Linked DNA regions of Mus musculus: regions 1, 2, 4, 5 and 6 are each linked to region 3. Evidence: chromatin contacts called from public Hi-C, HiChIP or PLAC-seq and promoter capture Hi-C data. All regions are on one chromosome and are shown on one strand. The core of a region is the stretch at or near the end of the contact, and the rest is flanking DNA. Distances in the headings are between cores, read along the strand shown.

What was found. Promoter capture Hi-C pulls out the DNA fragments that hold promoters and counts their contacts. Hi-C and Micro-C count contacts between places; a contact is called where the count stands out from the background. HiChIP or PLAC-seq counts read pairs in DNA pulled down with a chosen protein or histone mark. Capture Hi-C pulls out chosen DNA fragments and counts their contacts.
Region 1: a contact with region 3 is called in a promoter capture Hi-C map of hippocampal neurons, with 10 times the contacts expected there. The contact joins the promoter of Tro here to the promoter of Fam120c in region 3. A contact is called at or near these places in 8 of 39 promoter capture datasets (the 3T3-L1 cell line, cranial neural crest, embryonic stem cells and 3 more), 2 of 115 datasets of contacts at active chromatin or transcription factors (both in embryonic stem cells) and 1 of 9 other capture datasets (pancreatic islet).
Region 2: a contact with region 3 is called in a Hi-C map of uterus, with 10 times the contacts expected there. The contact joins the promoter of Maged2 here to the promoter of Fam120c in region 3. A contact is called at or near these places in 2 of 39 promoter capture datasets (hippocampal neurons and pre-B cells), 5 of 484 Hi-C or Micro-C datasets (CD4 T cells, embryonic stem cells, muscle stem cells and 1 more) and 2 of 115 datasets of contacts at active chromatin or transcription factors (astrocytes and large pre-B cells).
Region 4: a contact with region 3 is called in a promoter capture Hi-C map of liver, with 3 times the contacts expected there. The contact joins the promoter of Smc1a here to the promoter of Fam120c in region 3. A contact is called at or near these places in 3 of 39 promoter capture datasets (hippocampal neurons, liver and pre-B cells), 6 of 484 Hi-C or Micro-C datasets (CD4 T cells, CD8 T cells, cardiomyocytes and 3 more), 2 of 115 datasets of contacts at active chromatin or transcription factors (astrocytes and stem cell-derived neural progenitor cells) and 1 of 9 other capture datasets (liver).
Region 5: an H3K27ac HiChIP or PLAC-seq map of microglia shows a contact between it and region 3, with 7 times the contacts expected there. The contact joins the promoter of Kdm5c here to the promoter of Fam120c in region 3. A contact is called at or near these places in 4 of 39 promoter capture datasets (the C10 cell line, erythroid cells, liver and 1 more), 2 of 484 Hi-C or Micro-C datasets (CD8 T cells and nephron progenitors), 3 of 115 datasets of contacts at active chromatin or transcription factors (astrocytes, embryonic stem cells and microglia) and 1 of 9 other capture datasets (liver).
Region 6: a contact with region 3 is called in a promoter capture Hi-C map of erythroid cells, with 5 times the contacts expected there. The contact joins the promoter of Tspyl2 here to the promoter of Fam120c in region 3. A contact is called at or near these places in 2 of 39 promoter capture datasets (erythroid cells and pre-B cells), 4 of 484 Hi-C or Micro-C datasets (CD4 T cells and CD8 T cells), 3 of 115 datasets of contacts at active chromatin or transcription factors (astrocytes, regulatory T cells and thymic regulatory T cells) and 2 of 9 other capture datasets (adipose tissue and liver).

The regions. Positions count from the first base shown.
Region 1 is chrX:150,655,998-150,659,571 of GRCm38.p6, forward strand. Tro (trophinin) reads right to left here and starts at 1,439. Exons shown (of 13, transcript NM_001002272.3): 1 at 1,348-1,439.
Region 2 is chrX:150,813,095-150,816,733 of GRCm38.p6, forward strand. It overlaps Maged2 (melanoma antigen, family D, 2), which reads right to left and starts at 1,251. Exons shown (of 13, transcript NM_030700.3): 1 at 1,135-1,251.
Region 3 is chrX:151,342,340-151,345,670 of GRCm38.p6, forward strand. Fam120c (family with sequence similarity 120, member C) reads left to right here and starts at 1,884. Exons shown (of 16, transcript NM_198105.2): 1 at 1,884-2,597. The coding sequence starts at 1,911.
Region 4 is chrX:152,014,664-152,017,870 of GRCm38.p6, forward strand. It overlaps Smc1a (structural maintenance of chromosomes 1A), which reads left to right and starts at 1,765. Exons shown (of 25, transcript NM_019710.2): 1 at 1,765-1,977. The coding sequence starts at 1,869. It overlaps Ribc1 (RIB43A domain with coiled-coils 1), which reads right to left and starts at 1,632. Exons shown (of 8, transcript NM_025660.3): 1 at 1,500-1,632; 2 at 1,118-1,205.
Region 5 is chrX:152,231,468-152,234,956 of GRCm38.p6, forward strand. Kdm5c (lysine (K)-specific demethylase 5C) reads left to right here and starts at 1,760. Exons shown (of 26, transcript NM_013668.4): 1 at 1,760-2,243. The coding sequence starts at 2,094.
Region 6 is chrX:152,340,782-152,344,186 of GRCm38.p6, forward strand. Tspyl2 (TSPY-like 2) reads right to left here and starts at 1,703. Exons shown (of 7, transcript NM_029836.4): 1 at 759-1,703. The coding sequence starts at 1,544. It overlaps Gpr173 (G-protein coupled receptor 173), which reads right to left. Exons shown (of 4, transcript NM_001359449.1): 4 at 2,817-3,405.

The DNA of each region.
Region 1 (3,574 bases), core at 189-2,688, 690 kb before region 3:
AGGGGGAAGATTTATCAGAAGTCTTGCTAAATCTGAAGGGTGAAAGAATTTGCCTAATTTTAGGCCCCAAATCTTTCTGGGTTTGCCTATCTAGAAGCCCAGAACATGTGGTCTCTGAGCTGCAGCATCTTTTGCTTCCAAGATGGCAAATTAATTCTACGACCTACACCTTAATACCCTCTACCACACCGCAACCTGACAGTGCGCATGCGCACAGAACGAGAGCGAGAGACACGCACACACGCGCGCACCCACACCCACCCACCCACCCACACACACACACACACATATGCGCGTGCACACACACACGCACGCGCGCATGATAACAGGTTTTCCAAATGCAGCTGGTCCTCAAGGCCCTCAATACGCATGCGCTATGGTGGACAGGACCATTCTAACCATCTCATGTCCACATATGTCCCCCGCTCTCAGAGCTACAGAACATCTCGATCCCACCGCCTCCTCCTCCTACATCATTTCTCAGCCCGTCCCCCCACCCCAGGCTCCACAGGGCCTCTTCGCGCCACCCCCTCCTACCACCATCCCACCCCACCCCCGCCCCCATTCCTGTGCGGCCGCGCCAGCCCGCGCCAACCATCAGCCACTCACTCAGGCTGTGGTTCCGCAGTCCTCCGCACCTCCCACCCTCCTCAAGCCCCCTCCCCCCCCACCCGCGCCGCAGTCGCCTTCGCCAACACTATCCCCCCTCGCCCCCCCCCCCCCCGGTCCACGTCTGCAAGGGCCCCGCCCCGCCCTTTCTGCAACATTGATACCCCACCCTCAAATCCAACAGGGATAACCCCTTCATGATTCCCAGCTCCCTAACCCTACCAGGTCATCCCCTCTTTCAAAGCAGTGCTACCCGGATCCTAGCCCGTCCTTTCTCCCTTCCAAGCCTGGTCCTCTGGCCGTTTAAAGAGGATTCTGTCGCTCCTTTCTTAGTCCAGATTCGATTCATCCTTTTCGTAGCCCATAACGGGGTCCAGCCCCCTTTCTTCAGCTTGATCCGGGTCCCTTACCTCCCTCCTGAACTCGACCCTCCTCCCTTTTTGCTACAGCCAGAACGTGTTCTAGATGTTTCCTTTCCAAAATCCCAACCAGGTCTGCATCCCTTCTTTCCATCCCCAAACTGAGTCTAGACTTTCCCGTAGCCCGGAGATTCCGCCCCCGCCTTTACGCAGTGAGAATTGGGTCCAGGCACCTCTAAACCCACCACATCGAAACCGCTAGATCCCGAATCCAGCCAGGTTCCTGTCAAACCTTAATGCTGTGTGAAGCCAGTCACCCCGAAGCCGCGGCTCTGAAGCCCCCACGGGGTCTTTCCTAAAGCTGGCCACCTCAGCTCACCTCGCCCTCGTGAGCCGAGAGGACGTCTGCTCTCTCCAAGCCTCTCCTCAGGTCTGAGCTTGTAACCCGCCCCCCTGGCCGGAAGTGGTCCTGCCTCTTTCCGCCTCCAGAGGGGGGTCTCCGTCCCTACCAGCCCGCCCCACCCCCTCCCCGCTAACGGCTTCCCAGTCTCCTCAGTGTGGCGCATCTGTTTACTACCTCTTGTTCAGCATTCACACCTAGTCTCCATTTCATTTCTCTGTTCCCCAATACGTGTCCCTGTTCCTATTTGATTTTTCAGTTTCTCCTGAAGAAAATGACCTCAGAGCTCCCACGCCTGTCCTGACAACACTAATTACATGGCGTGATATACTGTGAGAACGTCACATTCATTACTGCCTCTAAAATACGACTAGATTAAGATAGAGGCGCTGAACATTAAGGTGATGCTCTCAAATAATTCATATATATAATATATATTTAAACAATATGTAATAAATAATTAAATACATATAGTTAAACAGTAGATGTAAGAAAAATCAATTAGAGCCTGTCAGATGGCTCAGCGGTAAAAGCACTCCAAGCCTGCGGACATGAATCCTATTCCCTGGATCCACATGGCGGAGGTAGAAAACCTACTCCCACAGGTTGTCTTCACAGCTCTGATTGCACACAAACACATATGTGCATGTACACACACTTTATTTATTACAAATAAAAATGTAATAAAAAAATCCCTACATGCTTCTATTTTATTTCAAAATAATTTCACTGATTCCTTAAAATTAAAAAAAAAATTATTTGGAAACTATGGGAGCGGGCATTTAACAAAGCCCTGATATAATTCCAGCACTACTTGGGAGGGAGATGTTGAAGGGTCTTGAGTTCAAGTACAGCCTTCTACGATGAGATGATATATTAAAAATCATATGTATATGTGCATATATATACATACAAATATACATACACATCTTTTTTTCTCATGTTCTTCTTTTACTGATGCTCTGAACAAGGACTTAGGCTTTCTCTTGTGATGTAGCACACTACTCGCCAGTGCAAGAAACAATTTGTAGCATTCACTTTTTTTCATTCAATTATGTCAAACTGAGTAGAGACCATTATGTCAGAAAAAAAAGGCAGTCAAAGCTAAAATGAGACATTATAAAAAAGAATGACATTATACACTGGGCGTTGAATCCCAGCACTTGGGAGGCAGAAACAGGCAGATCTTATGAGTTCAGGGGCCGGCCAGGGCTACATAGTGAGGTCCTGTATCAAGAAAACCAAGGGATACTTTTGGGATAGCATTGGAAATGTAAATGAGGAAAATACCTAATTAAAAATAAAAAAGAAAACCAAACAACAAAAGAATTATATAATAAGAGACAATTCACAAGGACCATATAAAAATTAAAAGTATCTATGAATCCAACACTGAAGCACCTATATGTATGGAGCAATAATGTTAATAATGAATGGGGGATAGAGCACAGTCAAACAAATAGTAAAGGACTTCGATACCCATTTTCCAACAGTGTAGGGATTGTCTGGACAGAAAATCAGTAAAGAAAGGTCGGACTTGAATTAAGCCAGATGAACTTAACAGACATCTACAGAACATTTCAGCTGTAGCATACACATTCTTCTCAAATCTACATGCAGTACTCTCCAGCACACATCCTGAGTAAGACCACAAAACAAGTCTTAACAAACCTAAGGAGAATATTCGTCAGAACCCATAGAACTGTATGTCACTAAATGGGAACCTTAATATATACAAAAATAATTAACCACAGCATACAAATAATCTTTGATGTAATGAAATCTGTGACAAGTAGCTCTAACTTTATTATATAATTATCCTGCAACTATACATTTTATGATGAAGAATGGCAAAAGAACAGAATATTGACAGCACCTAAGCAATGTTGTGAAGGGTGAAAAGGAGCAGTTTACCTTAATATATTTGGATGATTGATTGAATGAAAACTAAAAGTAAAATCAAAGGAAACCCTATAAATATACTGTCCTGTAGGTAGTGTATTTCTTTATTTTTTCCTTTTTTGTTCTCTTATTGAAAATGAACTTTTTCTCATAAAATATATCCTAATTATAGTTTCTCCTCCTCCCTTTACTATGTTCTTCCTGACCTTCCTTCCCCTCCAGATCCAATGCCTTTCTGTCTCTCATTAAAAAACAAAAAAACAAAACAAAACAAAAACCAGGCTTCTAAGAGACAATAACCAAA
Region 2 (3,639 bases), core at 1-2,500, 530 kb before region 3:
CACATGCGCATTCAGCAGCTGGCCCAGTCTCTGCGAGCCCTTCTCAACACGCCCCTTTCTAGCTATACATAAAGCGCATGCGCAATGTCCACGGTCTCAGTCCAGCACCCAACTCCTATACACGCCCCTCTCCAGGTCCGCAATGCTGTTCAGCCCCGCCCCCTCCCCAACAAACCTTCCATCCAAATTGTCGCAGTGTCTGGTGGTCCTAGCCCCTCCCCTACTCACAACCACCCTATCAATTTCACAGAGCCTCCAGGTCCCGCCCTTTATCCTAACACGCCCCCCTCCAAACGGTAAAACCCAAATTGGTTTGGCTCCTTCCCTGTAACACCCCCTCCTCAACTCAGGATTGAACTAGTGATTCCATCTTAGGCCCAGCCAAACGGGGTCCAGTCCCCTCCCTTCCTAGCTGGATGGATTCGGTAAGATTTGGCTCTTAAGGCAGGTTTTCTCCAGATCCCAGAGGGTGGGGCCGACCCCTAGCAGGCTCTCATCCAAAGCTGGGGCCCATGACTTACCTCGTCCTCCTACAATTCCCGAGTGTGTCCACTCTCTCCAAGCCCCTCCGAAACTCAGATACTGCCCTCCCCACTAAAGGCCGGAAGTGGTCCCGCCCCTTTCCGCCTCCCTAGGGGGCCTCCGTCCCAGCCCGTCTGCCCCTCCCCCCTCAACACTCCTTATTCCCCCCCTCCCTATTCCCTTGCCTAACTCCGGACTCCCTATTTCCCATCGCATTTCCTATTTACTCTACAGAAATCTCTTCCCATTCCTTACATCCTTCTCTGTGTTACCTATGCAACCCCCCTCCCCAGTGTCCCTTAACCCTTCTCTGCATCCCCTATTCTTGTCCCTGGATCTCGCCTTCCCCTTCTTATTTCCCCATATTCTTCCTTCTCCTCCAAGCATGCACAGTTCCCCTTTTTCTCCCCTCCACCTCTGCCAGTCTCTGCTGTCCAGTTCATATACAGCTTACTACTTTCTTGGTCGTTCTCATTCTCACACCGCATCAAATGCAGCACTTCTGCTCCAGCTATAGTGGTCAAATAAGAATTGCCCACCTGCCCAGCTATAGGTTTCAGGTAGTTAGAACCACTGTCTGCTCACCAGGAAAGCCCAATGTTGTTCCCTCACCTTGTCCTCCAGTGAGTCTGGGATGCGTGTGCCTGCTCCTCTCAGTCCCTCTCGAAGTCTCAGCCTCCTGGACTAGAGCTGCAGACAGCCCAGCCCAGCCCAGCCCCTTTCCGCAGCCCCCTACCCCCCGCCCCCTTCCTCGGGGGTGGGGCAATGGGGCCCTGCTCAATGCTGTCTGACGCCAAAGCCCATGTTTATGCCTCTGTACCAGGTTCGGTCTGAAGCCCTTCCAACCCAAACTGCCCCCACGAAAACGATTCATTCATTGAAATTATTTATTTTATATCGTTATTTTTCTTACTACAAAAGTAGTGTGTTGTCATGTGAAAACCAGAGAAATGCAGAAATATGTAACAGAAAATTAAAAGCTATCTTTAATCTCCTTCCTCAGAAATACTCATGACATTGAGTACTTTGATAGACATTCCTCCATTAATTTTTTAATTTGTAGTCTGATTATGTGCACTTTCTCCCTACACCGGCTATACTAGTTACCTACTGTTCTGTAACTGCTTTTTTTCAAGTTATATATTCAAACCTCTTTCCCTTAGCATATGTTTTTTTAGAAATGTATAATGTTTTCTTGTATAACTGTCCTATAATTTATTTACTTAGTTCAGCTTCGTGTACTTTCTGGGTTGTTTCCCCCTTTTCGAACTATTACAAACAATGCTACAAGGACCATCCTGGTGTCTATATTGGACTGTTTTGTTGTTTTATTATGTTTTGCTGATTCAATTCATTTGAAAAAACTACCATTTTCAGCGTAAGTTAACTGTACAAAGTAATGACTTTTATTATGGCATTGACAGATTCACCCTCAATAACGTTTTTCACTAGTTTGAAATGGCACTTCTGTTGCCTGATAAATTCACATAAACAACTGGGTGTCTTCATGAGAACAAGATAAAATGTAAAGACAAAGAGAAGTAGACAAAATATCATTAGCAATAGAGCAGGTGAATGCAGACCCAGAAAAAGCTTATTATAAACTATAATTCACGGTAGTTATAGAAATAAAATTCAAGATCTTTCTTATACACAAATAGTCAGAAGTCTGCTTCTTGAGGTCACCTTTGCCCATACTGGACAAATGAAAGATAGCCAATCCTTATGGCTTTATGGACAATTTGATTCACATACATTTTCACACATCATCAAGGCGGGTTTATATATTCGTTTCATTTCCTATAAACTGTTACTTCCCCCAAGTTTGTAATGTCACCCTTCTACTTTCTTATCTCCTAGGCTCTCTCTGCTGAGCACAAATGAATAGTCTCTCATTTTCTTCCAATTCTGGTGCCCCAAATTCCTATCCTATCCAACTTATGGAAAACTTCCAATACCAAGAAAATAAAGTTCTCAAACCTGAGGGTCCTGAGGGTCTATGAAAGCACCCTACAGCTGGTCACCACATAGATGTTGTAGGTGTGTGTTTTAGAAGATCTTAGGTGTTGTATGGGGATTAAGTGTCTTCTTGGAACTAGAGAGCATAGCTATGACCTTGGTAGTCATCCAAACAAGCAGTGCTTGTGGTTTGGCCTAGAGTGTTAGCAGGGGAGATAGTGAGGAGATTGGTGGGGGCGGGGTGGACTGCTAGGACTTGATGAGTAATTGGATTGTGGAGGGGTGGATTGGAAGGAGGAACATAGTCAAATATTGGCATCTTTCTTTAACAGATAGTGCAGATAGTGACCCTTTCAGTGAGTCATGGAATAATGGAGTTAAAAAGGAAAAGAACATTGATTTTATGGCACTGGTGGTACATCCAGGTAGAAATGTCAAATTGGCAGTTGGATAAGCCTGTCTGAGAATCAAGAAAAAGGTCCGAGTAGAGGGTATCAATCTAGAAATTGGCACTTGTATACTTTAGGGTAGTAGTGCAGTAAATAACAAGAACTTAATTCCTGACAACTTTGCTGAATTTCCTTTAATGAGAAACATGTATGCCTCATTCAGCCATTGTATTTTCGAGTCTACACTGTGCCCCAGTTTCCTGGTGGTTCTCAGTGTCATATTGGTATTCATGACAGTGAGTGGATTTTCAAGAAACACCTATCTCTATTTGCCAACCTTTTTCTTCTGAAAATTATATCTAGTTGCCCATATACCAGTTAAACAACACACTTTACTATCAGAAGATGTGTTCTCTCACCTAGGAACTTCTTCCCATGAAACTGCTTTCTGTGTGCTCTGTTAACAATTTCTAACATTTAGAACTCCATGTTGATTCACTTGTGGTCTCTGGAGGAACAGAATTAGAACCTTGCATACTATTGAATTTAATGAAGTAAGCTCAATTCATGTTCATCAGCCGGGCAATGCCCTTCCTCTCTTTTACTTCCTTCCTAACACAATGGCATAAATATCCTTATCTTAGGACCTTGAGAGGCAACCTTATCTGAAGAGAAAAACCAATTAGTTAAAAAAATCTTTACTGTTTGACTAAGGAAAATTTCTTTCATTTTCTTCTTATGAACTGTAGAATCTTTTGATCATCAGCAT
Region 3 (3,331 bases), core at 634-3,133:
GTTGGGACTTAATTTTTTTCTTTACTGTTTGTTTTGTTTAGTTCTTATCTCAGGCTGACCTGGAAAATAATAATTTCAAAGTTGTGGCAATCCTCCTGCCTTGACCTTCTGAATGCTGGGTTTATAGATGTAAGCCAACACACTCAGTTAAAATATGGCATTACAAGCAAATGTGAACATGATAGGATTTATTTACTTCCTTGGTTCTTTGAAATCACTGGGTAGCCTAGGCTGGCCTAGAACTTAAGGTGACTGTCCCATGTCAACTTCCTGAGTACTAAGATTGCAGGCACATACCATCATGCCTAAGACAACAGTTTTTGCAGTAATCTTATCAAGTTAACAATGAGAAGGCTAATTTTTAGGAAAGGGATGCTGGACAAACTCTCTAGTAAGCACAGTTTACTAAAAACATCTATTCTCTTCATCTTTCATGCCTTCAAGCTATTGCCTTTCCCTTTTTTTTCAAAAACAATTTTTATTAGCTATTTTCTTCATTTACATTTCAAATACTATCCCGAAAGTCCCCTATACACCCCCCACCTCCCTCTCCCTTGCCTTTCATGTTGTCTCCCATCCCTGCTATTCTGGATCTACTACTCTTATGACAAACCCGGTTTGGAATTTGCAACCTGTTTTTGGTTTCATCCTATCAAACCATTCTGATGTCATTCCTGGGGTTCTGCTCTTTTATGTTCTGTAAATTCCAAGCCAGATAGATACAACTACTCTGCATGCAGATCTTGTTTTCTGCTGTAGTCTGGCTGAAGTAATGGGCCCTAAAACTTGACAGAAGACAGACTCTACATGGATTTCATTGGAGAAGCATGCTGAAATGTACTTTTCAAAAGACTGTGATCAAATTAGAACCTTTGCAGCTATTTTGAATTGTTCCCACATGGACACATTTAGTAGGTTGGAAAACAAAAAAAATCCCCTAACCATATGGCATAGCTTAGTGAGTACCAATAAGGTCCAAGTTGTAGTTGAATTTGAGTGGGTGTTTAATCTCCCTGACCAGAGATCCTGAGGCAAATTATAGGCAATTTCATTTTGTCTATGCATTCATTGTCTTAAGTAAATGTTTTACCATTTGTAAGGTGGATAACTCTTCAAAGTATGACAGTAGATGTTAGCGGTTTTTATGTATCATATGTGTTCTTCTCCTTTCGTTAAAAGTTGTGCATATCATCTTTTCAATGGAAGGGAAATTTCTCCCTTTCAGGGAACTTTAGCTCACTTTAGCCAAATTCTACTAATCCACAGTACTTCCTTTCCCATGATGCATCATCTCCATTTCTTTCCCTGGGCATGGTGGTATAATATCCTGAGGCAACTCGGTTGGATACTAGGAGTTCTGGTACAAATCCTATACACACATTTTCTTGGCCCGCTTCTTCTGACACTATGAGCATCAAGGCCTGACAGGTGTGATCCTCTGGTTCTAAGACTGCATCCTGAGGCCATCCGGGAAAAGACTACAACTCCCAGGATGCTCATCCGCCCCGCCCCTGTACCCCTCCCCCAGCTAGAAAGCGAGTATCACAGAGAAGACGAGGCAACATGGCTCCCGGAGGTGGAAGGCAGAGGCTTCACCCCCTTTGAAGCAGTGAAGAAGAGCAGCGGAGGGGAACGGGAAAAGAGGAGTGACTACGACTTTGTCATCGCTTTTATCTTCCCAGCCTCTTCTGAGTCTGGTCAGCCTCACCTCTGCTCTCCACCCGCACCCAGTCTGTGGTCTCCTCCCCTCCCCGCCCACGTTCCCTCGCCCCTCCCGTTCTCAAACCCTCTCTCCGCCCCCCTCGCCCCTACCCCCCGCGGAGTGCGCACGCGCCCGCCTCCAGCTTCGCGCGGGGATCGCCGACTGGCCCGCTTGCGCAGCCGCTGTTCCTTCTACCCACGGAGGAAGCATGGGCGTCCAGGGCTTCCAAGAGTTCCTGGAGAAGCGCTGTCCCGGGGCTGTGGTGCCTGTGGACCTCCTCAAACTCGCGCGCACCGTCTCGCGCCAGCAGCAGCAGCAGCACCTGCACCGCCAGCTGCCGCCAGCAGCCCTAGCGCCAGGGGCTCCACGCATCACCAGGGGCTCTGCTCCTCTGCCGCCGCCGCCGCTCCCGCCCGCTGCCTTTGGTGCTTACTCCGGGGGCGCGGGGCCGTCTCGGCACCATCACCCTGCTCACCATTTCCACCACCATGGCCAAGCGCCGCCAGGGCTGCATCCGCCGCCGCCCCCTCCGCTGCCTGGGGCTCGGGTATTGGTAGACGCGGGCTCGGCGCTGCCGCGGCTCTATGGTGGCTACCAGACGGATTGGGTTTGTGGCGGCCAGTGGAATGCCATGCTGGGCTACTTGTCAGCGCTGTGCCAGGCTTGTGCCTATCCGGGCGGAGACGGCCTGGAGCTGGTGGTCATGTTCCCTGGGGGCCTGGGGAAGGACCGACTGGCCGAGTGGGGCCGTCGGTGCCAGGCGGAGCGGCAGACTGCGCAACTGATCGTGGGACACGTGGGCAACAAGGGCACCCCTCCACCGCGGGCCTGGTTCCTGCCACCTGCCTGTCTGAGCCACTGCGTGAGGCTAGCACTCATCCGCTTCCGGGTCAAGGTGAGGGAGGGGTTAGATTTTTAAATGAAATGCCCCACACCTGTTCCTTCCAGACTAAACACCTAACCATTCACCGACCTACCTGCCACCCACTCAGTCAGCTAACTTACTGGCGACCATTTTATCCCCTCGTGCCCCCGTCATATGGCCTATTAATTCCCTTACCTACATGATTGTATCTCTAGCCATGCCATCCCCGTAACCCCCTTTACTCACACAATTGGCCTACCTGTTGGTTCTAGCAGAATTGACTCAAAATTCCTCCGGGCTTCATGTTTCTCTTGCTATCATCCCCCTCAAACTGAAATATGTTTTTTCTTCATTTTCCAGTTGACATTCCCTCCCCTATATCTGTTTTCAACCCCATGGCAAATAAAACAGATGTTAGTCGAACACCTTTGTTCTATAATTTTCCCCCATTTGACACCTAGTACTTCTTTTTTCCCCATCCATTGAGCCCTTTTCATTTCAACATGCTTTTATCTTGGCATGCCTTAGCCCAAACAATTCACTGATTGAGTCACTATTCAGGAAGATGAACACGCTCAGTAGGGGGTTTCAAAGACGGTTGGGGGTGCGGGGAGGGGCTCTCAAAAACCCCAAGACGCCATTCTTGGCTTTGAAAGATCAAATGCGCAGCATTTACTTGCTGGTGTAAATATGCATGGTGATTCTGTTTTCTGGTATGTAAGTTGCCAGTTTGGGTAGGTGGGTGGGGTGATAATCTGTGGGTT
Region 4 (3,207 bases), core at 515-3,014, 670 kb after region 3:
AAATTAAATAGTAACTTTTAAAAATGTATGTGAGATTTCAAGCCTCTGATGATTTTATTCCCTCATGTTGCCTGTGACTGGTTTCCCAAAAGAGCTTCATATCAGATTCTATCAACTGAGCTTTCTCACCTTCCTAGACTCTTTAGGATTCTTCCCAGCTTTTAGACATTATTTAAAAATAGTTACAGGAATAGGACTAGAGAGATGGCATGGTGGTTAAGAATACTTCCAGTTCTTTCAGAGTTCTTTGAGTACTCGTGTTAGGTGGTTCACAACTACCTGTAACTCCAGCTCCAAGGGATCTGATGCCTAATGTCTGTGGCTTGTGCACACATTTGATCACGCTTGCACTTGCACACAGTTACAAAGCCGGGCAGTGGTGGCACACACTTTTGATCCCAGCAGGTGGATCTCTGAGTTCGAGGCCAGCCTGGTCTACAGAGTTCCAGGACAGTCAGAGCTAGATGGAGAAACTTTTGAAAAAATAAAAGAAGATACCCAGGAATAGCTGTGGAAACCACCAGACTCTTTCCATATCTAACTGAAAATGGCACTAACCCCGGCCTATAAAGACAATCTGTTGTCACAATAGGGGGATGATTCAGTAGACATCCTGGGCTGCTAAGATCATGACTATAAGGTGATAGAAGGGGAATGAAAGAATGAAGAAAAAGGGGATGGAAAAGAATTGGAGAAGGACAGGGTATAAAGGAGAGAGAGGAGAGAGGAAGAGAGGGGGGAGAGAGGAGAAAAAGAGGGAGGGAGAGGGAAGGAGGGGAGAGAGAGGGGGGAGAGGGAGAGAAAGAGGGAGGGAGAGAGAGAGGTGAAGAGGTGGAAATGGGGGAAACTTGATGTAATGGAGGGAAAAGGACAGAGTTGGAGCGAGAGAGGGAGGGAGGAGAGAGGGAGAGGGAAGGAGAGGAGAGAGAGGGGAGGGGGAGAGGAAGGGAGAGAGGAGAGAGAAAGAGAAAGGGAGGGAGAGAGGAGAGAAAGGGGGAGGGAAAGAGACAGAGGGGAAGTGGTGGAAATGGGGGAAACTTGATTTAACAGGGAGGGAAAAGGACAGAGCTGGAGCACTGGCTTAAGGACCTGGACTCCTAGTGTTCACACAAGATACCTTTCTCAGTACAGAATTCCAGTTTTGAAGCTCGAAAATGGATTGGACCCAAGTTGACTCTTGGATTTACAACGGCAGTCTTTAAATTCTGCTTGGAGAAATAAGAGAGAAGCAGACGATAGGGGCAGTATTTCAGAACACAGCCTTTCCCAACTTGTATCTCTGTTGTCTAAGAGATACTCTCATCGTCCTCACACTCTAAGCTCGCCTCATCTAAGTCCTCCCTTTGATCCCTCTTCCATCCCAAACTGCCCACCCTTCCGAGGGCGCCTTCCCATTCCCGACTGAATCCTTGGCTGAAGCGCTTCTCCCCGTCTCCCCCCTTGCTGGCTAGACTACAAACCCCAGCCGAGCTTCTGCCTCCCACTAGCTCTGGCAGAACCTTGAAGTGACTTCTTTCCCAGCAAGCGTGGGCTCAGACCCCGCCTGCTTGCTCTGATTTCCCCCGAAGTGATCAGAGCACTAACGCTTCCCGTCCTAGTTGGCGGCCACTTCAACAGTTGCTGGGTAACTACGTAGAGGGGCGGGGCCTGAGCGCCCAGCGCGTGCTCCAGCCGGGCAACAATTCAACAAAAGCGCTATTTCAGGCGGAAGTGACCATTTCTGGCCCCGGAAACAGGAAATCGTGATTGGCTTGGACTTATTATCGCGAGGCTTACTGTACACCCGGCTTGCACTGCGCTATTTCCCGCGCGGGCTAACCTCGTTCCCAGGAGTAAGGCGCGGCCTTTCCTACGCCAGCGCCGCTGTCATGGGTTTCCTGAAACTGATTGAGATCGAGAACTTTAAATCGTACAAGGGTCGACAGATTATCGGACCATTTCAGAGGTTTACCGCCATCATTGGACCCAATGGCTCTGGTGAGATTAAAACCGGCTGTGGCCCTGCGCGCGTCCCGGTCCGGTTCCCCCTGCTTGTCTGCAAAGTAGTACAACCTACCCCCATGCAACCCGAGACATTGTGAACCCTGAAATGTTCCTTGATCCTCTTGGTGGGGCTTGGATCTGAACTTGCTTTCCCTTTTGGCATACACTGAACTCGAGTCTCTTCCCAACTGTCAGTTGGCGGAGTTCGGCGCAGACCCCCTCTGGCCCGAATGGTATGGGCCGAACCGTGCGTCGCCCCGCCCACTACCCCTCCCGCCAAAAGAGGCGTTCCCGAAATTTGCTGCCAGTTGTTTGGCCCGCGGCTTCCTTCCGGTCTGCATTGTTCCACCTTCCTAAACTTGTTTGACACCTCTGGGAAAATTTGGGAACCGTAACTCTGCTTTGGCGTCCGATCCCAAGCTGTGTACTTTGTGCTCTACTCAGCCCTCCCCGCACCCGCACCTCCCGATGGAACGCTCCACTCTGATTCCTTTCCCCCCCCCCCTCTCTGCTGTGGCACTTTTGAATTTCTGACCCAGCGTTCCGCTCAGCAGCGTGGGATTGCGATGCCCCCCACCCCTCCGCATGCCCCCCACACGCCTAAGAGATTGTTGCTTTGATTTGCCTTTTTCCTACCAGAAAACCGTAAATAAGCCTGAACTTGTTCGCTTGCCAAATTGGTGGAGGGTTTGGGGTTTTATCAGTTAAGTTTATGCGGGGAGAGCAAATCCGAGATCGCGGGAAAGGAGAAGCAAAGTACAAAATAAGATAACACTTAGGCCATTATAAATGTTTTGTAGAAAAGGGGTTAGGCTGATAAGTTAGAGTGACTTTGATAGTAACCCTACTTTTTCATACTTAAGCCTACTATTTCATATCTTAGTTTTTGCTGTATAGCTCGTAGTTTCCTCTCACCCATCTCTAGAAGTATTCGTTATGAATCTTTGCTGTGTTCCTCCACTCCAGAGATATTCTAGTTTACTCATTTTCTAGCCTGCTAGGCCACCCTTACCTTGAAGTAGCTCATAGCGAATACCTTCACTGGACTCTTGCTTGCGGTTTTGTTCTCTGTCTAGAGCATTGTTTCCTAACACTAGCTCTTTAGCCACACACTTTCTCTGTGCGGTTGGTTCTGTGCATTGTAGAATGTTTAGCTGTTTTCCTGACCTCTCTCCACTAAATGACAGCACCTCCACTCCCCTGAAATGCCCATCAAAAATGTGT
Region 5 (3,489 bases), core at 510-3,009, 890 kb after region 3:
TTACAATGTACTCGTATACATAAAATAAATAAATACAAAAATAAATAAATTAGCAATGAAAATAATTTTTTAAAAAAGAGACGCAGATATTATTATCTCTAATCTTCCTAAGTAATGAAAGGATTACTTAACTTCATTTTATGAACAAGAAAACCAAGGGTCAGGGACGTGAGGTACTTGGCAGGGCCCAGTGAGTAAATAATCTGTTCCAGGAAGGCATGCTTTTGTATTTTCACATGCTCACAAAAGTTCCTGTTGCATAGTATGACTTTCACAAATACAAATCAATGCATTTTATATCACTGGCTTAAAAGACTGCTCGGTTTCCTTTTGCCCTGTGGTATGTCTGGGCTAAGGACATTAGAGGAGACTGGAGGAAGAATGGGTGGTGCTGAGACCAAAAGCCTGGTGTTCTTTACTCTTTACAGAGATGTTCCTCAGGTAGAAAAGCAAAATGTCTTCAGGTGAGGAACAGCAAACTTACTAACCTTAATTTTAATGCCTTTTCTCCTGTCCAGTTCCATTACTTTACATTATTATTACTATTATTACTATTGAGTTTTTGAGATGGGGAGTAGCCCTATCCTGGCTATCCTGGAAGTAGTTCTGTAGACCAGGATGACATTGAACTCAGAGATTCATCTACCTCTGCCTCCTGAGTACTGGAATTAAAGATGTATGCCACCATGCCTGCCCTTTTTTTTTTTTTTTTTGGAGACAAGAACTCACTGTACAACCTGCCTCTGCCTCCCAAGTGCTGGGATTAATGGCATGTGCCACCTACTGCCCGGCCATTAGTAATAATAATATTACTACTAGTACTACTACTACTACTACTTTGTGAGGCAGGATCTTGCTATGTAGCTCAGGCTGGTCTCAAACTCAAAATCCCCCCCTTTTTAGCCTCTATGTACTGCATATACATGGAATAAACAAAAATGTAAACATCCAGGCCTTTTGGTTTTTTTGTAGCAGTAGTTGCTACAAAAATGGATACACACATATTATACAAAGTGTTTATATAGTTACAATGTATACCAAACAGTCGAAAGCATTCTTTAAAATGCTGATGGCCAATGATACTGGGGAGAATAATGCATTTTTACTCTACGTGGGACTGAAGCTTCTAAAACTCCACATTCTCTAGGGAGTGAGGAGTTTCCTTCTTTCATTTAAAAACAAAAACCTCAGAGGTGTAAGTCTGGTAAATCTTCAATTCACTCAGCAGTAGACACGCGGAATGGGAGGGGGAGGGGGAGGAAGGGGGCGGAGGTTCCTCGAAATCACCGCCTTCCGTGGTTCTCACTGAAAGGACCTGAGAGAAGCAGCAAAGGACATTGGGGAGGAGACAACCGGCTTGGGATCTAGGGTGTGTGCGTGCGCGTGCGCGAGCGTGTGCGAGCGCGCATGGGCGCGTACTAGTTTAGGCTCACTACTTATGGACACTAGCTCCTCTTCCGGTTTGTCTAGAGACTGCGCATGCGCATCACTGGCCTTTAAACGTGCATCGCCGGTCCATCCGGTAAAAGGATCCGGCCATCGATTTACAATTTTGTTCTTCCGCCAATGAAATGAACTATTTTCTCTTAGCCTGAGAAATGTTTTTAACTAACCACCTCCAAATAAGGGACATATACAACCCGATTTCTTTCGGTCATCACATGATGAAGGCTTCCTAGGTTTTTTTCTGACTCAAAGTAAACGGAACTCGGAGAGACACCTTGCGGAGGGATCTGGTTTGTTGTGGTGAGGTACAGAGGTGGGGGGGAGGAGACGCTGACAAACCAAGATGGCGGTGGCAGCGGTGAAACCTGCCGCGACTGGGACTTAACTGTAGTAGTGAAGGCTTCAGTAGTTGGGAGGCAGCGGTAAGGTGTGGAAGAAACGGAACAGGACTAAGAACCTGTAAAAGGAACCTCAGCCTGAGACTTTTAGAGCACGGCACCCGCCCCCCTAAGCCCTTGACGGGCGGTGGCCGTCCTGCTTAGGGCCTAGACTCCGAGAAGTACCTCGGTTTCAGACAGCGGCGGCGCCATGCGTCCTTAAGGGCGACCTGAGCCCTCCCGATCTCTGGCCCAGCCCTCGGGCCCACCATGGAGCTGGGGTCCGACGATTTCCTACCGCCGCCGGAGTGTCCGGTGTTCGAGCCTAGCTGGGCCGAGTTCCGAGACCCTCTTGGCTACATCGCGAAAATCAGACCCATCGCCGAGAAGTCCGGCATTTGCAAGATCCGCCCACCCGCGGTAAGGCTGGGAGCTGATGGTCGCCAGCGGCGAGTTTGTGGGTGGATCCGGGTAGCCAGTGGTGAAGTCCCGGGCGGAGGGCAGCAGGTGTGGGAAGAATATGGGATGGCTGGTATTTTGTGGATGCCTCACGAAGCGGAAAAAGGGTGCTGGGGTCAGGGCTCCTCGTTTTGTGGCATACAAGTGACCTGGGGTCTGAGACCCACTCCCACTCTGCTCTTGAGAATTTCCCTTGATTCAATACACAGATGCTTAATGGGCTGGGGAGAGTTCGCAGGGAGGCACAGAGACTCCCATCTTTTACTTTGTATCACCCTGGTCGAGGCAGTTACAAAGTAACGACTACTGTCATTATTCCCTTTAAGGCAAGCTGTGTGGTGTAGTGGAAAGATCACGTCTCAAAAGGGAGTCAGACGTGAGTTTAAAACTACTTAGAAGGTTAGCAGCTGTATGACCTTGGGCATGTAAAGTAATCCCTGAGCCTGTGAATTGTGTGCTGGGAATAATTAGATTAAACCAGGTAACATAGTGCACTCTGGTAAGTGGTAATTACTGTGACTGTGAAGGTGCTTGATGTGGTCATTGGTTTGCTTCTGTGTGTGTTGACTCATGTTTACTCACGCTGTCAGGCCAATTCATCTCTGATAATATCCTAGCCTGGTGGCCAGTCAGGAAATCATTCTCACAGGGAGTGCTCTTTCTGGCTCCTGCGTTTTCTAGTTGAAGGTAATGTCAGAACCTTCTTGCACATGGTCCCCACAGCCTTCCTATGGAGAAGTTTAGACCAGTTAGCTTGGTATGGCCTTCTCAGAAGATCTGGATTCTACCTCAGGCTCAGAATGTAGATGATCCTATAAGATAAGGTTTTCTTGGGTCCCCAGGAACAATAGTGGAGATATGGAAATCTTCCTTTGCTTCCCAAATGTTCAGCAAAAAGGACCATATTGTTGCTTCTAGTCCTGACTAGCCCAGGGGAAGTTTTCCAAAGGCTAGGACAGGCTGCTGCCTTGCTGACACACTGGAGGAAACAATGGTGAACAGTGTTTAGTAACCACTTGAGATTCCTGGGCTGGTTTGAATTTATCCGCAACAATGTATCTTCGAGGAGGTGCTTCTGGATGTGGAAGCCTTATTCCCACTTGACAAGAGCATCTTAGGTCTTCTTATCCAATTCAGTGCTTTTGTTGCCCTTTCATAGGCTGGTTTTAGATGGATCCTCCGGGCCCTAGAGTCTAGAGTCCTTGTT
Region 6 (3,405 bases), core at 453-2,952, 1.0 Mb after region 3:
GTCTAGATATGGAAGTTATGTATCTGTATCTACTTGATACCCTGTGCCTGACTCCCGAGAGCCTATGATCATGTGACACTTTTTAATCATGGGCCAAGTGTTTATATCTATATAAATTCTACTAAAATGTGTGCATTTCAAATGTTGCATACGTGTTTCCCTGGGAATGAGCTCAACAGTCACCAATAGTGGATTGGATTCTTCCTGTTGTACCTTTCCCTTCATTTAACCACTTGAGCCTCACAACCAAGTGGTCTTTCTCCTGATTCTTCAGGGTTCCATCCCATTTCTACTCTCTCCCCTCTAATGGAGAGGATGGTAGACAGATTTGGGATTTCTAGGTATCTAAGCAGAGACCCAGGTTTATGGAGCCTTGTGTGGTTTGAGCACGCTTCCCGAAGAGCTTATGCGCCCTCCCTCCTTAGTCAGTTCATCACCTGTACTCCCCCCTCCTCTCCTCCTTTCTCTATCTGTTGCTCCGTTTATGGGCTGTGTGCCTTTTCCGTTACCCCTCCCTCTTTTATTGTCTGGGATCCATTTTCTTTTTAAATGTTGCAATGCTACTCTTTTTCCCTTCTGCAGTCTAGTTTTAGATGCGATTTTGCCCTCTTGCCATCCCTCTTCCACGCCTTCTAGAATCTTCTAATGGGGATTCATCATCCTCATCTCTGACCCTCCCCCACACCTCTTCTCTCTCTTCCACACATCTCCCCTTCAGTCATGGGCTTCTGGCCCATGCATACTGATGAGAAGGATACTGCTTTGACCCAGAAGCCTGGGATATGCTGGATGATGAGGTCTCTGCGCTCCAAAAAGGGCCTTCGCATCTGGATGAATTTGCGCTTGAGACGCAAGAAGGCCTTGCCTGCCTTGATGTTCACCGCCTCCAGGTCCATTTGAATGCTCTCCAGGGCCTGCAGTATGCTCTCCATCCTCTGGGCACTCCTCTCTCGGCTCTCCTTCGCCTTCCTCTGCTTCCTTCTCCTCCTCCTCCGACGCTGCCGCCTCCTCACACTCTCCTTGTCATCCTCATCCTCATCTTCCACTATTATGATAGCCTCCTCCTTCCTCTTCGGACCAACTAACATCTGGGGCCCCCACCCTCCTAAGCTACAGGTTTCTAGGGCCTTCTCTCCGAGGCTGCTGGGCTCTGCAACCTGAAAGTCAATTGCCAGGCTTCCCCCAGAGATTTCTGAAGATGGGAGCGTTTCCATGATCCCTGTGGAAGGGGCCTCCCCGAACCCTGACTCCATTGCGTGATCCCATCCGGGACTCTCAGCACTCAGGGTGAAATACGCGCGGATCCCCCCTTCCTCAAGAATGACATAGGGCAGTGGTGGGGGCAGCGTGGGGCCCACCCCCCTCATGTCAGCCAGCACCTGTGCAGCCTCGGTTTCTTCCTGGGGTCTCGGACGCTGCTGGGGTGGAGGCAGGGGCAGTCGCTGGAGCGGTGGGGGTGGCGGGGGCGGCAGGTCGCGCTGACGGGGTTCCGAGCTGCTCAGGCGGGGGGTCTTGGCCGGAGGCCCCTCGTCCGGGCGGTCCATGGTGACCGCACTCACAACACTGGCTCTGCGGCTCTCAGACAAGGCCGTAGCCACCAGTCACACTTGAAGCGGAGCCGCCACACCTCACGCGACCAGCTCTGCTCACCACCTCGCTCTGACGTCCCCTCCCACAGCGCCTGCCCCACTCCCACAGCGCCTATCGCCCAGGCCCCGCCCACTCCCTGGCATGGCGTCTGCTCTGCCCGCCATTGGCTGCAGGCCTCGGAGCTGGCGGTAGCGTTCCCTCAGCCCCTGCCTTCTCTCACGCAATCCGCTTGCCAACACTACACATCATCATTTTCTAATTGGCTCCCTTCGCGCCCACCAATCATCAGGCTGACTGCCCCTCAGTGATGAGAGGAAAACTGCGGGGCGATTGGCTATGAGGAAAGCTAGGGTAGGAGCCCCCTCACCCTCAGTCTTGCAATGTTTTAGCCAATGGGAAAAGTACCAGTGATTCTGAAGACCACAAGACTAGGCCCGGGGAGGGTGGCTGGGAGTGCGCAAGCACCAGGGAACGAGATGTGCTCAAATGAAATCAGAGAGCCTCGCTATCATTCTCCCCGCCCCACTCCCCCAACAACTACGCACTTTTAAAATCTGTCCCTTCCCCCACCAGTTTATGCCTGTGGGGTGAGCGCTGTAGCCCCTCAGTCGCAGGCTGCTTTGAACTGCTAGTAGTTTAAATATCTGAGGTCTTTTTGCTTTGGTGGTCAGGTTTTGACATGGCTTTTTCTATTTCTGCAAAATGGCTCCACAGATGCAAAGAGTAACTTCCTCTGCGTCATTAAAAAAAAAAAAAGGTGATTCAACTAATGTGCTAGATTTTTCTAGAACTTTAAAATTCTCTTTGTCTACACATAATTTCTACCCCAGCTTTTCCTAAATGAATGCGGCTATTAATTGTACCCTAATATTATATTTTATTTTGTTTGTGATCAGAAATGGCTGGTCTTTGATGAGGCACGATGGTGGAGTTTTGGCTCTGGTTCTAGAATCCACATAGCAGGTGACTTCCACTGTGACTTTAGCCAAATCACTGCCCCTCTCTGAGCTTGTTTCTTCTACATTAGACATTCCTAAGGAGAGGAGATAATTGCCCATTGCAGCCTTGCTGTGGTAGCAGAGGAAGGAACCTCAGAATCCATCAACAGGAAAATGGATGTGATATGTGTTTTAGATGGACTACTAGAATAAATTTGATCTATGTATAGCAACATGGCTGGATTTCGCAAAAACAGAATGTTAAGTGAAAAAAGAAACAGAGCAAGATTTATAGTACAATACTGTTTATGTAAATTAAAACACATCAATACCATATATTTTCCACAGATACACATAAGTAAATAAACACATGAACGGTGGTTTGGAAGGACACACATTAAGTACTGAAGAGCGGTGCCTATGTGGGGTTGGAAGGATGGGATCAGGAATGGGTGATGAAGGGGACAAAGCAAAATAATAAAAGGACCTTGCATGGACCAATGATAGAGTGTGCCAAGAACTGAGTAATAGGGTCAGCTCAATTCTGTGCACCTGAAGAAATAAGTAAATAAATAGTAAATTAATTGAGTGCTTAGGGAGTAGGCCAGCTGGGTAGATCCCCAGACTTGGGCTTTTTCGTTATGTTATCTTTCCTTCTGAATTTAGTCAAAGCTAAACCAAGTCCCAGCTGTATACAGTGGAACCGTAAGAAGGACTTGCAGTTTAGGCTGAGCAGTTCCTCTAAAAGCCATTACATTGCAGGGGGCCATTTCTTAACCCCATTGCCTTCATGTTTGATCCCTCCCCTATTCCCAGTTCCTATTTCCATGGTGGTCTAATATAAGAAATACCTTGTTTGAAATTTGGGGTGAGGATT